Linked DNA regions of Mus musculus: all the other regions are linked to region 1. A link is a contact called in public HiCAR-type and HiChIP or PLAC-seq data. All regions are on one chromosome and are shown on one strand. Each heading gives the region's core, a stretch centred on a gene start, on an enhancer-like site or on the middle of the called end of the contact. The rest is flanking DNA. Distances are from core to core; before and after follow the strand shown.

Evidence for each region. HiCAR-type assays count read pairs that join an accessible place to other places. HiChIP or PLAC-seq counts read pairs in DNA pulled down with a chosen protein or histone mark.
Region 2: a HiCAR-type map of fibro-adipogenic progenitors shows a contact between it and region 1, with 5 times the contacts expected there. The contact joins the enhancer-like site here to the promoter of Cav2 in region 1. A contact is called at or near these places in 11 of 39 promoter capture datasets (3T3-L1-derived adipocytes, cranial neural crest, embryonic stem cells and 6 more), 1 of 15 datasets of contacts at CTCF or cohesin (the NIH/3T3 cell line), 11 of 484 Hi-C or Micro-C datasets (the Ba/F3 cell line, beige adipocytes, bone marrow-derived macrophages and 6 more), 11 of 115 datasets of contacts at active chromatin or transcription factors (bone marrow-derived macrophages, cardiomyocytes, embryonic fibroblasts and 7 more) and 4 of 9 other capture datasets (adipose tissue, bone marrow-derived macrophages, embryonic stem cells and 1 more).
Region 3: a FOXA1 HiChIP or PLAC-seq map of pancreatic cancer cells shows a contact between it and region 1. The contact joins the enhancer-like site here to the promoter of Cav2 in region 1. A contact is called at or near these places in 6 of 39 promoter capture datasets (cranial neural crest, embryonic stem cells, epiblast stem cells and 3 more), 1 of 15 datasets of contacts at CTCF or cohesin (the NIH/3T3 cell line), 2 of 484 Hi-C or Micro-C datasets (embryonic fibroblasts and muscle stem cells), 6 of 115 datasets of contacts at active chromatin or transcription factors (the NIH/3T3 cell line, bone marrow-derived macrophages, a colorectal cancer cell line and 3 more) and 1 of 9 other capture datasets (adipose tissue).

The regions. Positions count from the first base shown.
Region 1 is chr6:17,278,982-17,283,509 of GRCm38.p6, reverse strand. It overlaps Cav2 (caveolin 2), which reads right to left and starts at 2,325. Exons shown (of 3, transcript NM_016900.4): 1 at 2,000-2,325; 2 at 1,428-1,615. The coding sequence starts at 2,149.
Region 2 is chr6:17,107,453-17,111,980 of GRCm38.p6, reverse strand. All of the region lies in intron 1 of Gm4876 (predicted gene 4876), which reads left to right. Among named protein-coding and RNA genes, the nearest start is that of Gm15473, 44 kb to the right of the region's middle. Within about 2 kb of position 2,555, at least 85 of the 459 cell types and tissues checked have an H3K27ac peak or open chromatin away from gene starts, as enhancers often do. A contact at or near this core is called in 3T3-L1-derived adipocytes, the NIH/3T3 cell line, adipose tissue and 10 more, where this site is marked.
Region 3 is chr6:17,132,554-17,137,081 of GRCm38.p6, reverse strand. The region is part of intron 1 of Gm4876 (predicted gene 4876); the gene reads left to right. Among named protein-coding and RNA genes, the nearest start is that of Gm4876, 37 kb to the left of the region's middle. Within about 2 kb of position 1,766, at least 8 of the 459 cell types and tissues checked have an H3K27ac peak or open chromatin away from gene starts, as enhancers often do. A contact at or near this core is called in pancreatic cancer cells, where this site is marked.

The sequences.
Region 1 (4,528 bases), core at 1,076-3,575:
AATCACCTATGTGCGAATGTCCCATATGAGATAACCATACACATGCTTGTGTGGGCCTGCATACACACGAAAGCAAAGAGTTCCACTTCTCTGGCAATCTTTTGGCCCTTTCAAGATGACTGCTTAGAGCCTCAAGCGACTGAATTGGTATTCTTTGTTTATCCTTTCGTCATCTGAATTTATATTTATCTTCCAAAAGACTTCTTTTGGTCTTCAGATTCCTTTCCCTCACAAAGTTACCCTTGTTTCCCAGCTCCTCCATTGCTTGCTCACCATGCTTTCTCACCATTTGGGTTTGTTTCTAAATCCCCCTCCCTGGTGATGGGCAAGCTGAAGAAAGGCTTGTGTTCTCACCCAGCAACACTGAGCACCTAATAGGCTTGGTGTGCAGAACTAGTGAGCTAACACAGCAAAGTGTACCTCGAGACTGAAAGAAGGAGTAAGTTGGATAACTCTTTGAACACTGAGACTGCCCTGGGATGTGGCAATGCCCCATGATGTGAAAAACTAAACGGTGGTATCTAGGGTCACACGTGTCACCAGGACCACCTTGAGGTACCAGCGTGAAAACTATTGTGACATTGGGGATGATTCTTTGAATGAAGTGGGTAACCTTTAACACAAAAAACATTTCTTGGAGGAGTGGGCTAGTTCCCTTAAGACAAGTTTGAGTGCTTAAAAAAGCTTATGATGCATCTTGAACGTGAATAACTTTACAGACATCCCAACATTCGATTGGTTTCCATATTTCTTTTTCTTGTAACTAGATGGCATTTGTGTGTGTGTGTGTGCTTCATAAGTGAAACAATAATGTAATGGCCTATCCCCTTGTTTCATAGCTTAACATTTTATTTGTTCGTGGTAGATGTTCAACCCAATCATTGTAAACACTCCTGTCTCCCCTGGGTTCATGGCTGCCATTTACCAATAGCAAGACTTGAGTGGCTCAGTTCATAGCACTGTTTTACTAAAGTCTGCCCTTCTCCAAGGGTCAGAATGTAAGCGCTGTTTTCTCTGAGATCAACGTTTGTTTTGCCCAAGCACAGATGGTGACTGAATAAAAGTCAATGAAAGGAGGAAAGGACCTGCCCAGAACCACAGGCACGAGTCACAACAGGCCCTGGAGAGAGCAGCCTATGACAGGAAGTGGCCTTCCAGCCCCCACCTCCACACTCAGCTCAGCCTTCTGCATGGAAGGAAAAATCACACCCAGGAAAGAGGCCCTTGCTTCCTTCTGTTTAAACTCTCAGCCGGGACTATTATTCTAAAGAAAGCACACTGCCCTTCAAGATTTCTCAGGTCTTGTTACCCTTGGGAACTAATGTAAGCGTTTTCTCTGCAAATGGGCCCTGGGAAATAGGAAGAGCAGAGAGCAGGTGGCAAAAACTTCTGTAAGCTTCAGAATCAACCCATGTGTCCCCTCTCACCAGATGTGCAGACAGCTGAGGGTAGCAAACAGGATACCCGCAATGAAGGCCAAGGGGATGGCCAGAAATACGGTCAGGAACTTGTACATCACATATTTGCTGATTTCAAAGAGAGCATGGCTGCAGATCCACACTTTGTCAAAGGAGTGTGTAGTCTCAGGCTCTGCAATCAGATCCTCGAAGCCTAGCTGCAGAGACAAGATGCAAGGACTCATGACGTCATCCAACCTGTCGGGGATAGGGTCGGGGTGGGGAGGGAACGAAGTTGGTGGGGGTGGGGGGTGTGGTGGCAGAAGCACTCTAAGAAGGGGAAGTCCGAAGGAAAGGCGACCTGGCTAGAGTATCTTCAGCTTTTCTTAGAGTGACACTGGGCACACAGGAGTTGGACACTGTGTGGCTGTTCAGGGAGCCTGAAGGCTGTGGGACCAGGGCAGAGTGCCAATGGAACCAGCATTAGCAATGGGACCAACCCCCACTGTTGGGGAGAAGGTCAAGAGTCATCCTCCTGCAGCATACAAGGGACCCTTAGCAGCCTCCAGCCTAGATGAGTGATAGCCCAGCCTGAAACTCACCTTGAGATGAGAGTTGAGCTGGTGAGGATCCCGGTCGTGACTCGAGTCAACATACTTCTCAGGATCTGCGTAGTCAACGCCACTGTGGTGGCTGTAGGCGTCATCGGCCATGAAGAGCTGCACATCGGCCTTCTCGGTCTCCAGCCCCATCGTGGCTGGCGTTGCAAGAGTGGCTCGGTCGTTCGGTCCCTAGGCAGCCCTGCCTCCCCTTCCCGTGGCGCTCAGCCCCGCCCCGCCTGGCTTCGCCCTGCCTAGCCTCGGGCTGCCCGGGCGGCGGCCGCTTCCCGCTGCCGGTTCCCGCTCCCAGCCTTGGCTGGCCGAACCCCGCCCCGCCCCGCCGGGCCTGCGGGGAGGGAGGGCACCTCTCCAGTTGTTTGCCAAAGCCCCAAGGAGCCCGGGGAACCGGCTCGATGAGTCATCTCCTGGCTTGGTGAAGCCGGGCAAAGCAGACCTCCCGGGCCACTTGGCTTGCAGTCCGAACAGGGATGCTTAAAGGCAGACAGATTGGTCAGGGAGGTGTGTGTACTGGAAGAAGGTCTGGAGGTGCTAGGGGGCAAGCATTAGGGAAGTCTACATGCATCTACTGGTTGGATTAGAGTTGTGGCACCTGCTCCTCAGAGCTATCCTGAGAGAATGAGATGTTAATTCCTAACTTTTACTTGGTCCCCAACTCACAGCAAGCATTGTAGCTGAATCGTGAGGCTAAGGCGTACCTTGTTGATAGATAATGGACTGCAGCAGCCCTTTCGTTTTGTTTTTGTTTCCCCAGAGTTGGTTATGTAAGTTGTTATAGGAGTTTGTTGCCATCATACCCCAAGGATAGGTCTGCTCTTCTGCCTCCAAACTACAACTAACTTTGGATTTTCCCTTAAATCAGGATTTTGTTCAAAGACTGCAGGAACTAATGCCGTGCAGACAGGTCTGTAATGCCATCGTAGGAGCAGCATAAACAAGCATATAACTACATCATGGTACATGGATAAGCCCGCTGACCATTCTCTCAAGAGCTTCAGTAGGGAGGAGTTGGCATAAAGAGTTTGCCATCTGGTAACCTAAAACTTTGCCTGCGCGAAATAGGAACTTGGTGAGTATAGATATGGAATGATGCTTTCAGTTTGCCCAGACCCCAAACTATAGTACCAAAGAATGGGCATTGCTCTGGACAGCCGGCTTTAGAGCCTGCTGCACAAATCAAATCCCTTGTAGGAAATGGATTTGAAGGTTTCTTTGGAAAAGGAAAGGCTATTTGGGGAGTAATACAAGTTACAAAACAACCAACTAAACAACCTGGGAACTGATCGGAGAACATATTTGGAAGGCAAAACTCTAAATGTCATAGTTGAATAGGGAGTGTATCTTCTTCCACTGCAGTGTGTGGGTCATCATGTCAGTAATGCAGAATGGCGCAGGGTTGAATCCCACGTCCTGGAGGCTTCTTCTCTCGCCCCCTCACCGAGTCCCGTTACTCAAGCTTCCCCCTCCCCCTGATTATACTTTTCCTTCCTGGTTTTATTTAAATCCTTTTTAATTCGAAGGGGTGGTATAGGCCTTACACTCACTGTTTTCTCAGCACTTCACCATCCTGCATTCATTCGGACTTTCTGAGAATCAGATAGGGTCTAGATGCTACGCCCGATGGCAGGAGTTTGAAGGGGAGGCCTTCATGTTGATTTCCAGGGTTTGGAAGAGACAGTTTAGATCCATTTAATCTTTTTGTAAAGCTTACATTTCCTCAAAGTTGTAAGGTCTTTCTCAAGAAGAAGAAAAAGCATGGCTGCAGTCAGGGTGGTGGCCAGACATCTAACCCTGGGGCTTCATCCCTTCCAAGTCTTCCAGATACCTTCACATTTCCATTGTCCTCCTTAGGACAATTGAAAGACCTATTGCAAATAACTGCTGAGTTTTCAAGCAGTGGAGACAGGCCATGGAGAGGTAAAACTGCCATGTCTTTTATTGGGCAGTTACAGTTAAAGATTCATTTGTAAAATTATAGGTATTTATAAAAGTTGTCTCTGAAGCCCATGATAAAAATAGAACCTGACTAGAGTTGGCGTATGCCATGAAGAATTCAATAGAGAAAGACTCACATACTGACTTACTGAATATATCCCTCTACCATGGGTTGGGACTTGATGACACTCTTATTTTTAATAACATGCTTGCCCGGTTCACTATTTTAATTCAAGTTTTTTTTTAAGCCTTTCTATAAAATGATTTTGTTTATCTTCTTAGAATATTCTTATACTATGGCAGCTACCATTATTTTGAAGGGGATTAAAACAGCATGATTCTACACAGCAAAGATGGTCTTATTCATGCTAAACTGATAGATTTTCTAAGAAAGAGAAAAATTAAAGAAGATGTTGCAGCCAAATGGCCGAGTCCACACTAGAACTTCCAGTGTGCGGGATTATCCTCCAATGAGCCTCAAAAGCAATTCAATTATAAGGAAGGAGACGTTAAATTTCATATAAAATCAATGCTGGTGCTGTCTTTTTCTAGCTATTATCATGTATCTTGCCTTCTAAT
Region 2 (4,528 bases), core at 1,306-3,805, 170 kb after region 1:
GGAGAAGGAGAAGGAGAAGGAGAAGGAGAAGGAGAAGGAGAAGGAGAAGGAGAAGGAGAAGGAGAAGGAGAAGGAGAAGAAGAAGAAGAAGAAGAAGAAGAAGAAGAAGAAGAAGAAGAAGAAGAAGAAGAAGAAGAAGAAGAAGAAGAGAAAAAGAAGAGAAAAAGAAGAAGGAGAGAAGGAGTTGAGGAAGAAGAGGCAGGAGGAGAAGAAGGAAGAAGAGGAAGAAGAGGAAGATGGGAGATGGGGAGAGGAGGAAGGGATGAGACTGTGGGAAGAGCAAGCCAAGCCCAGTAACCAGCCACCTTGAACATGTCCCATTGTCCCTTATTCTGAAGGGACATATATTTCCTGTCCATTTAAGTGAATTCCTGCCTAAGGGTTGTGTTCACAAATGATGTTGTGTCATCCCACAAGCTAACACTATCCCCAAACTTCAGAAACACGCATGAGAGGAGAGCACATCTGGATGGAGAATCAATCTAAACAGCTACTGCAGCCATCTTGGTTGGTTGTAAATGCAACAGCTTTTCCCCCTGGTTCATAAAACTGTGTTGGTTGAGTACAGACCTAGCCCTCTGGGTATAAATTATGAGAGGCTAAGTTAGTCATAGACACTATTTATTTTTACCTTTGATGGGATAAACACATGACTTATTTGTAACCAGTGAAATAGAAGCGTAGGTAAGTCGGCTGGGGAATTCTGGAAGCAATTTTTCCTCCAGTCTAGAGTGTAAGACATTCATTTTCCTCCTTTCTTTCTTATCACGTATGCTGTGTTAGGGAGGGGTGCCAAGGAAGTGACAAGGCCTAGGATGGAGGCCCAGTGGAAGACAGCAGAGTGGACAGAATGACAGAAATTCATGGGAGACGACTCTGGTTGGATGGCAGTCCCGTTTACATCTACAGAGACTCAGTTGTTTTCAATTATTGCTCCGGCATTCCTGATTGCTCACCTTTTTCTAGGAAACTACTGGGGCTGAACTTCAGCAGGTCTGCCAGCCCCTTTTATCCCAGGCATCCAGACTTGTCAGGCTCATTTGGAAACCAGACACCCATTCAGCTTCGTTAGTCTCCTCATCTGATCCCCTCTGTTCCTGAATTCCTCTTTATACTCAGAAATCTTAACTGCTGTGAACTGGAGACTCCCCTATAACCAACGCCTCTTCATTTCGTGGCTGAATTGAACTCCTAGATCTATCTCAAAGTCTCTGGTGCCCCTCCCAGGCAGGTTGGTTGCAGTGCCTGAGAAGTAGGTAGTTGCTTTCCTTAGGCAGTCTCTCTTATTTGTACTAGTTTCTTTTGATTTTTGAGAGTCACAGTTTTCTTTAAGCATGATATAGCGGCCTTAGACTTTACCCCCTATTTCTTTTCCAATCATTCTATTCCATTTTTTGTTGTGAATGTTTAAAAATTAATTATTGTGTTAACTAGCGACTCCAATGGCATGCTCCCAATGAAAGGGCAAACTAATTAGACAAAGCTACTTGAGCATTCGATAGTACAGCGAGAGGGAAAAAGGGCACTTCAGGCTAGAGTGCTGGAGTGTGTGATTATATCCCCACATAATCCAAGGATGTGGGATCTTTGAGTACATATGAGTCTCCATTTTCTGTTAAACTTCAGAAATTTTCTCCACGTTCTTTGATAATGTCAGTCCCTGGCTCATGCTTTCTTCCCTTTTGTTGTTGTTGTTGTTGTTGTGTGATGACCTCAACAAACACATGGATTTTCATACAACACTTGTGCTGATTTTTCCATCTTCCTAAAATCCAGTCCCCTTGCCTTCCTTCCTATCCAGCTGTAACTGGAGAGGAGATTCCATGGGATCTCCCCATGTGTCTGTTTTGACTCCTAAGCCCAGATTTCTTTTGAATTCTACCATGGTATCCCAGTCCTCAGTCAGATGTTATTTATGGAGAATTGACTCCAACGTGTCTACATGCAATAGCGGTTGACTAGCAATGGTAACTGGGTAGAAGGTGCTTTTGTTACTGGGTGAAGGGCAAGACATCCTGTGGAAATGCACATCGAAGAAAGATCAATAACAGCCTTTATAAATGTCATTTAAAATGCCATTCAAAACAACCATAAAGGTTAATGGCATTTTGTTTTGATTGTTTCAAAATATATTATCAGATTAAATAGAAGCTACGATGACTTGCTTCCCATGAAAGGACAGAATAATTAGCCACAGTTATTTAAGCACCGGTAAATATATGAAAAACCAAAACAACACACCCTATTAATCAAACCACAATGCCTGTCAGGTTGTGTGCTAAAACTTCTATCTACACAACACAAGGAAGCAGGCCTTTTCACACAGGTAAGCACTCAGTAAAGTCAAGAGTTAACATTGAACAGTTACCAGGGGTCAGGAAAGGCATTTTTTATGCAGTCAGGGACAGTCTTAAGTGTTCTAAAGAGTTACAGACAAACTCAGAAGACAAGTTCAGATATGCCAGGTCATTTTAAGATGAGAACTTAAAACTGTTCTTGGGTGGTGGTGTCTCTTTGGTTACCATAGCAAAGTTGGAAGAGCTTAAACACTACGTGTTACAAATTGCTTAAGAATGACTCAACCCTGACTCTCTTGCCTATGGTGAAACTCGTCTGAAACACTTGAGTCAATTTGGAAATCTATGCTTAAAGACCAGACACTGCAGTATGGTCAGGACTTATTAAAAAGAGACAATCTGTAATATCTTGTTTAAAATAAGCAGAAAGCCCCCGCGCTTCACCTGGGCAGCACAGTAGACCTAGCCTGGTGGCTTGGGTACAGGAAAGCTGATGGGTTCAGCAACTCCAACCCAGGCCCAGATCCAGGGCTTTGAATATGCTCACCCCAACATCTGCCCCATCTGTGAAATGCTGGAGTGTGTGAAGGGGCCAGTCCTGCAGATCCAAAGCTGCAGAGTTTCCACGACACAGACCGACAACAGGATATCTGAGAGAAACCCCAGTGAGATTCCAGTATTGATAGTATAGCAGAAGCCAGAGGCCTCAAACCAGACTCATTGCAATGAACATTTGGAAGTAAAGAGGTTTGGCCAAAGGAATACCCGTGTGACACATTGTGACACACTGCAGCTTCCACAGTGAGATTTTTGTTGTTGTTTGTTTTGTTTTGTTTTGATTTTGAGGTTTTAATTTTTTTATTTTTATTTCTATTTTTTGAGGGGAGGTTGCAAGGATGGAGAAGATACCCCAGGACTTGAGATATAGATGCTGTAAAGGGGTGACGAGATGAGTGGGATTGGGGGTGCATGGTGTATAATTCATATACAATAAGAAGTTAAAAACAAAAAAAATTGTTAAAAATGTCCCAAATGTGAAGGCCAACAGGACACCTGAGCGACTGGGATTCCATCAGTGGAAATTACATATATATATATATATATATATATATATATATATATATATATATATACATATTTATATATATATGCAAAACATCACTTTCTCAAATCCTATTTGTATCCAAGATTGTTCTATTTAGAGATGAACAGTGTACGTGCAGCCTCCCTGAAGTAGTTCACAATCAATGAGCATCCAGGGAGGGTATGAAGCATCTCTCATGGACCACTGTGTAGAAGCTGATGCTGAGTCTGCATCTTCCTTTGAATTTCCTGGACCCCAAGACATTTCCCCCTTCTCCTTCCTCACTGAACCCACTGCTCTTGAGTTCCCACTGCTGTTTGGAGGACAGGAAAAGCAGAGATCACTGTCATGTCTTTTAATATCCAAGATGATGGCTTTTGTGGAGAAAGAGGACACCTCTGGTATTGCCTAAGTACCAGCAATTGTTCTACACTCTCTCTTAGTGAGCCTTTTGCTACTGTGAACTGTAATGATGTGGTTGTCAAATTCATGCCGTACCAGGCATAAAAAAACAAACAAACAAAAAAAAAAACAAAACAAAACCAAAAACCCTGTAAGATCTGCTTCTGAGAACTGACCTAGAATGATTTTTTAATGAGAAAAAGAATATTAATCTATCAATACCAGGTAATTAGAATTTAAAAAAAATGTTCTACATGGTTCACATTTAGTAAAAGAAACACACAAATCTAGATTTAAAACTTCCATTTTCAACTTCCAGGGAATTGCTTAGTGTTGGATTTTGTAGTAAGGGAGCTCAGTCAGGGTTCTATCCCCCCCTCCCCCCAGCCTGGGAAGATCGCTCTGTTGCTTCACTGGTCAGTTGCCTCTTCTAGCATTTGCTTATTGCTTCCACAGTAGTTAGTAGTCCTCAGCCTTCCTAAGCCTGTGACCTTTTAGTACAGTTCCTCAGGTTGTGCTTAAGCCCCAGCCATAGGAGTATTTTCATTGCTCCTACAAATGGTAAAGTAATTACCTGTTTTCAGATGGCCTTGAGACCCCAGTGAAAGGGCCGCAACACACAGGTTGAGAACCAGTGTTGTAGACTCTTGAAAAGAGATGTGTGTATGAGGCATTTTCTTTTATTGCTAATGGATGAAGGCGGGCCCAGCCCACTGTGGGCGGTATCATTCCTAGGCAAATGTGC
Region 3 (4,528 bases), core at 517-3,016, 150 kb after region 1:
GAGAAGGTTGCAATTTTGCCCATATTTTTCCTTTTATCACCATGTGCCCATTAATACATTCTCTCCAAACATACCACCACCATGTCCATCTCCCTACTATTCTGTGTGGGAAAGGTTGGCTGAAGCTAACCATTCATAAATTATAATTCATAAGCTAAACTTAACCTAAATTCATGGCTTATAGAATAGCAAAACAGGGATGTTATAAAAGCCAAGCTGGAATGAGTATTGCTGAGGAACCCTCACTTAGAAGCAGCTATGATAACTACTGAGATAGAAATCAACTTACTCAAAAAAAATGCATTCTAGTGTTTTAGTTATATGATAAAAAGCTACACAGGGATTGATCAAAATATTACTACTTGGAAATCTAAATACAAAAGAGTTGACGTTGTGCACCAAAGAGTTAATTTCTCACTCACATATTTATTCTCTTCAAAATTTCTTCTCCCTCTGTGTGTGTGTGTGTGTGTGTGTGTGTGTGTGTGTGTGTAGTTTCCAACCTGTGTTTGTGGCTGACTTATATGTGCAGCATATCTTCTCAATGCTTTGGGAACCCATAGCTATGTTTTTGAGTTTTCTTTCAGCTAGAACTTAGCCAGGCTATTGGAGTCAATGTTTAAAAGTTGTTTACCCCCAGAGCTCGTGTCTCTAGCTGCATATGTAGCAGAAGATGACCTAGTCGGCCATCACAGGGAAGAGAGGCCCCTTGGTCTTACAAACTTTATATGCCCCAGTACAGAGGAACACCAGGGCCAAGAAGTGGGAGTGAGTGAGTAGGGGAGCAGGGCGGGGGGAGGGTATAGGGGACTTTTGGGATAGCATTTGAAATGTAAATTAAGAAAATATCTAATAAAAAAATTAAAAAGAAAAGTTGTTTAGTCAGGTGGCTGGAGAGATTGCTCAGTGGTTAAGGGCACTGACTGCTCTTCCAAAGGTCCTGAGTTCGATTCCCAGCAACCACGTGGTGGCTCACAACCATCTGTAGTGAGATCCAATGCCCTCCTCTGGTGTCTGCGAAGGACTACAGTGCACTCATAGATCTTTACATTACATAAATCCTTGTAAGAATGCTGTTAGGTCAATTTAAATAATTGCTCTGAGAAAAGATATAGTGTTTGGAGTCTTTCCCCTACTTAGGTATAGATTTGTTCTCATTTAACAACTTTACTTGAATCTGTGAACTTTGTTCATATATCAACAGGTTAAAATGAAGCTAACAGAAAAGAAAGCTAAATTGCATTCCTTCCCAAAATTGGGGCAGCTTTTGAAAAAAAATGTGGATTAGAACTGTTTTAAAACTGACAGGATGAGAAATAGCTATTGGAATTATACCCTCCTCTATGCAGGTTCAATTTGGTTTTTAGATTTCATTTCTATTGGCACTTCTTTTCTTAGAATTTATTATAAAACAAATATCAGTTTATCTTAGCATTTCTGTATGGAAGCAACAGAAAGGACTTTGTTTATTCTGTAGCCAGATGTAAAAAGTTGGGAGTTAGTGGTGTCAGTAGCTATCTGTAAACTAGCTGTCTAAAAGGGTGGGAGCCCTGAGAGGCAGGTGGAGGCGTATGTAATTGAGTACCCTCTGGAACTCACTTCTGCTCAGACCTTGGAAAGAATCACTTTGTTTTAATTAGAGAAGCCAACTCCTATAAAAGGAGATGACTTTAATTAATGTTTGTCAGAAAGTATCCAGATACTGTGTATAAAAGGTAAGCCTAAATGTTTGCTGGTGAGTCATGTGCCGGCCACAAAACCAGATCAAAGATACAGGGAGCCAGCCAGTCAAATGACTGAACATGGGGCTTCACCAAGGCAAAGTCTTCTTTAATCCATTAGCAAACCTGTGAGGTTTTGCAAAGCGAAGATACAGGGAGTGACACCCAAAACAAAAACCAGTGCCCACTGTGTTCCAGCCACCCGTATGTCCCCTATCCATACCTATCCTCCTAACATCACCTATCCCCCCATTCACAACCATAACCCCCAAATCCAGGTCACCAGGGTTATCATCACACAGCATGAAAAGTCATATTAATTTTGATTCCTTTGAGCTGTACTTGAACAAGACATGATACTTCTTATGGGTCTGCCTCCTTCTACTCAATGTAATTTCTGAGGTTTGTCCATAATGTTGCTTGAGGTTGTAATCATGCATCTTAATTTCACTAATGTTTGAAAATGTGCAGTCCTGGATAGTGCATCCTATTGGTGATGCTTATTTGAGTTCTCTGCAGTCTGGCACATTCTGAAACGTGCTGCCACCAAAACTTCTATGTGTTTTGGTGAAGATACAAACACATCTCTGTTAAGGGTGTGACTTGTTTGGTCGCTGGGTATATATAAGTTAAACTTCAACAGGAATTTTGTTTCTAATTTCTAAATGTTATATTTTAAACCAGCTTATGAACATATACATTCTCTCAGATTTCAAAGGGAAGGAAGTTGGGTATTTTCCCAAATGGCAGTATGATTCTATCTATGCTTAAAATACTTTTTTTTTTTCCTGAGGCAGGGTTGCTCTGTGTAGCTCTGGCTGGCTTGGAACTCTCTCTGTAGACCAGACTGGCCTCAAACTCAGAAATCTGCTTGCCTCTGCCTTCCAAGTGCTGGGTTAAAGGTGTGTGCCACCACTGCCCAGCGCTTAAAATACTTCTTAATAAAGTTGATTTTATATGCCTCATTTGTTATGAGCAATTTAAAATATTTTCCTGTGTCTTTTGGTTTATATAACCTTTGGTAGCTTTAATCACCATAGGGTGACATATAGGTGACTACATTCTTAATAGTCATAAAAACTGACCTTAAAAATCCTTCTATAATCCTTCAATAATTTAGTGTTTTCACTCATTAACTAGACTTGTGCTATGTGGGTAGGTTGTCTAGGCAGTAGGTACATGGTTCTCTGACCCAATTTCATATAATAGTAAGCGGGTATCTTTGAATACTTCTGAAGTTTCCCTTTGGGTTTTGTGCTTGCCAGGAGAGATGGGTTTTGTGTGTTCTTTCTCAGTCAGGAGTCCTTATTTACAACAGAAGCTTGTTTCCTCTTCTCCAATTTGGTTGACTTTTGTACTGGTGTCACTTCTTCCAGCATTGCTTTCTTACCCTCATTCACTCAGCATGGCATTTATTATGCTGTCCCAGTGGGTATGGGATACCATGAGATGCATGACAGAGGAGCCATGCTTTCAACGAGCAGGTGCAGTACTAAAGTGTGCACACAGTTGTCAAGCTAGACTCTAATGCCTTAGCTAGGCTACTTTGTTCCCCCGCCTTCTCTTCCTCCTCCTACTCCACCTTCTTCTTCCTCCTCCTCTTCTTTTTTTTTCCTCAGTATAATTCTATGTTCAGAAAATATATTCTATATCCACACCTTCCTTCTATAGACATGTCATGGCATTAACTTTTAAGGCATATGCCCTTTATTTTTCTTAGTATATCCCTTCCCATGCAGTAGCTACTCACTGTGCAGTAGATTTGTTCATGCTCTTGCTGGCCTTATTCCACTATCATGGTCAGTCAACCTTTTGGGCTTAAACTAAAACTTACCTCCTAGATTTTTTTCCCCTGGGGACTTTTACACCTGCCCATTGCTAGCACTCACTAGCTATGGTATGGACTTGCCATCCAGACTCATCCTACATTGCATCAGTAGTTCTTATCCATGCACCATTCCAACTGTATGACAAATGCAATTAGGGCAAAATATAGACCTTGTATATTTCTGTACTTACAAAGACTAATACAAGACCTAAATATACAACTAAAAAATAATACAGGCTCCTTAAAGGAAGTGCGCAAGGCTCCCAAGGAGACATGTTCACCTTCACAATAAAACTTTCTGCTATAATAAACTACAATCTCATCTTGACTCTTAGTTCTTGATGATCACAAGTCATTTCAATTTCAAAGTCTGCAAACTTTATGCAAGATGGCATTTCTCTTAAAATTCAATTCTGTGCCTAAATTAAGTATTTGCAACCCTCAGACTTAAAAATGTGTGATCATTTCTTAGACTTTTAAAGAAGGACATTATTTTCTTTCATTTCAGTGCAGAGAAGGAGAGTAGTAGTGGTGACTCTTAATGTTAAGAATAAAAGATAAATTTACATTAAAGCAAATACAATCTTAAATACATGGAGCGATACAGCTTTGTTTCTTCTGACTTCCCACCTTTTCATGAACTTTGAATAAGATTCGTAAGCTAAAAAGATTCTGAGAAGAAAACCTCTACCTTTGTTTTGATTTTCCCACAGATCTAAGGGGTCTATTAGCCTCATGGTTATAGTTAAATATTGTGGAAGGGCCTTGTTCTGGACTGAGCTCCTGTAGTGTTTGCCAAAAAGCCAAACCAAAAGGAGTGACTCGTGGTAAATGTCACATCAAATCAAAACATTAAGGAAGCAGATAGATGTCACAATATGGTTCTCCAGGAAAGTAGAAATTACAGTATGATAAAGAAGCGATCACTGATTTTACCCTTACAGAAAAAGTCTCATGAGATACCTGACAGCATCTGACA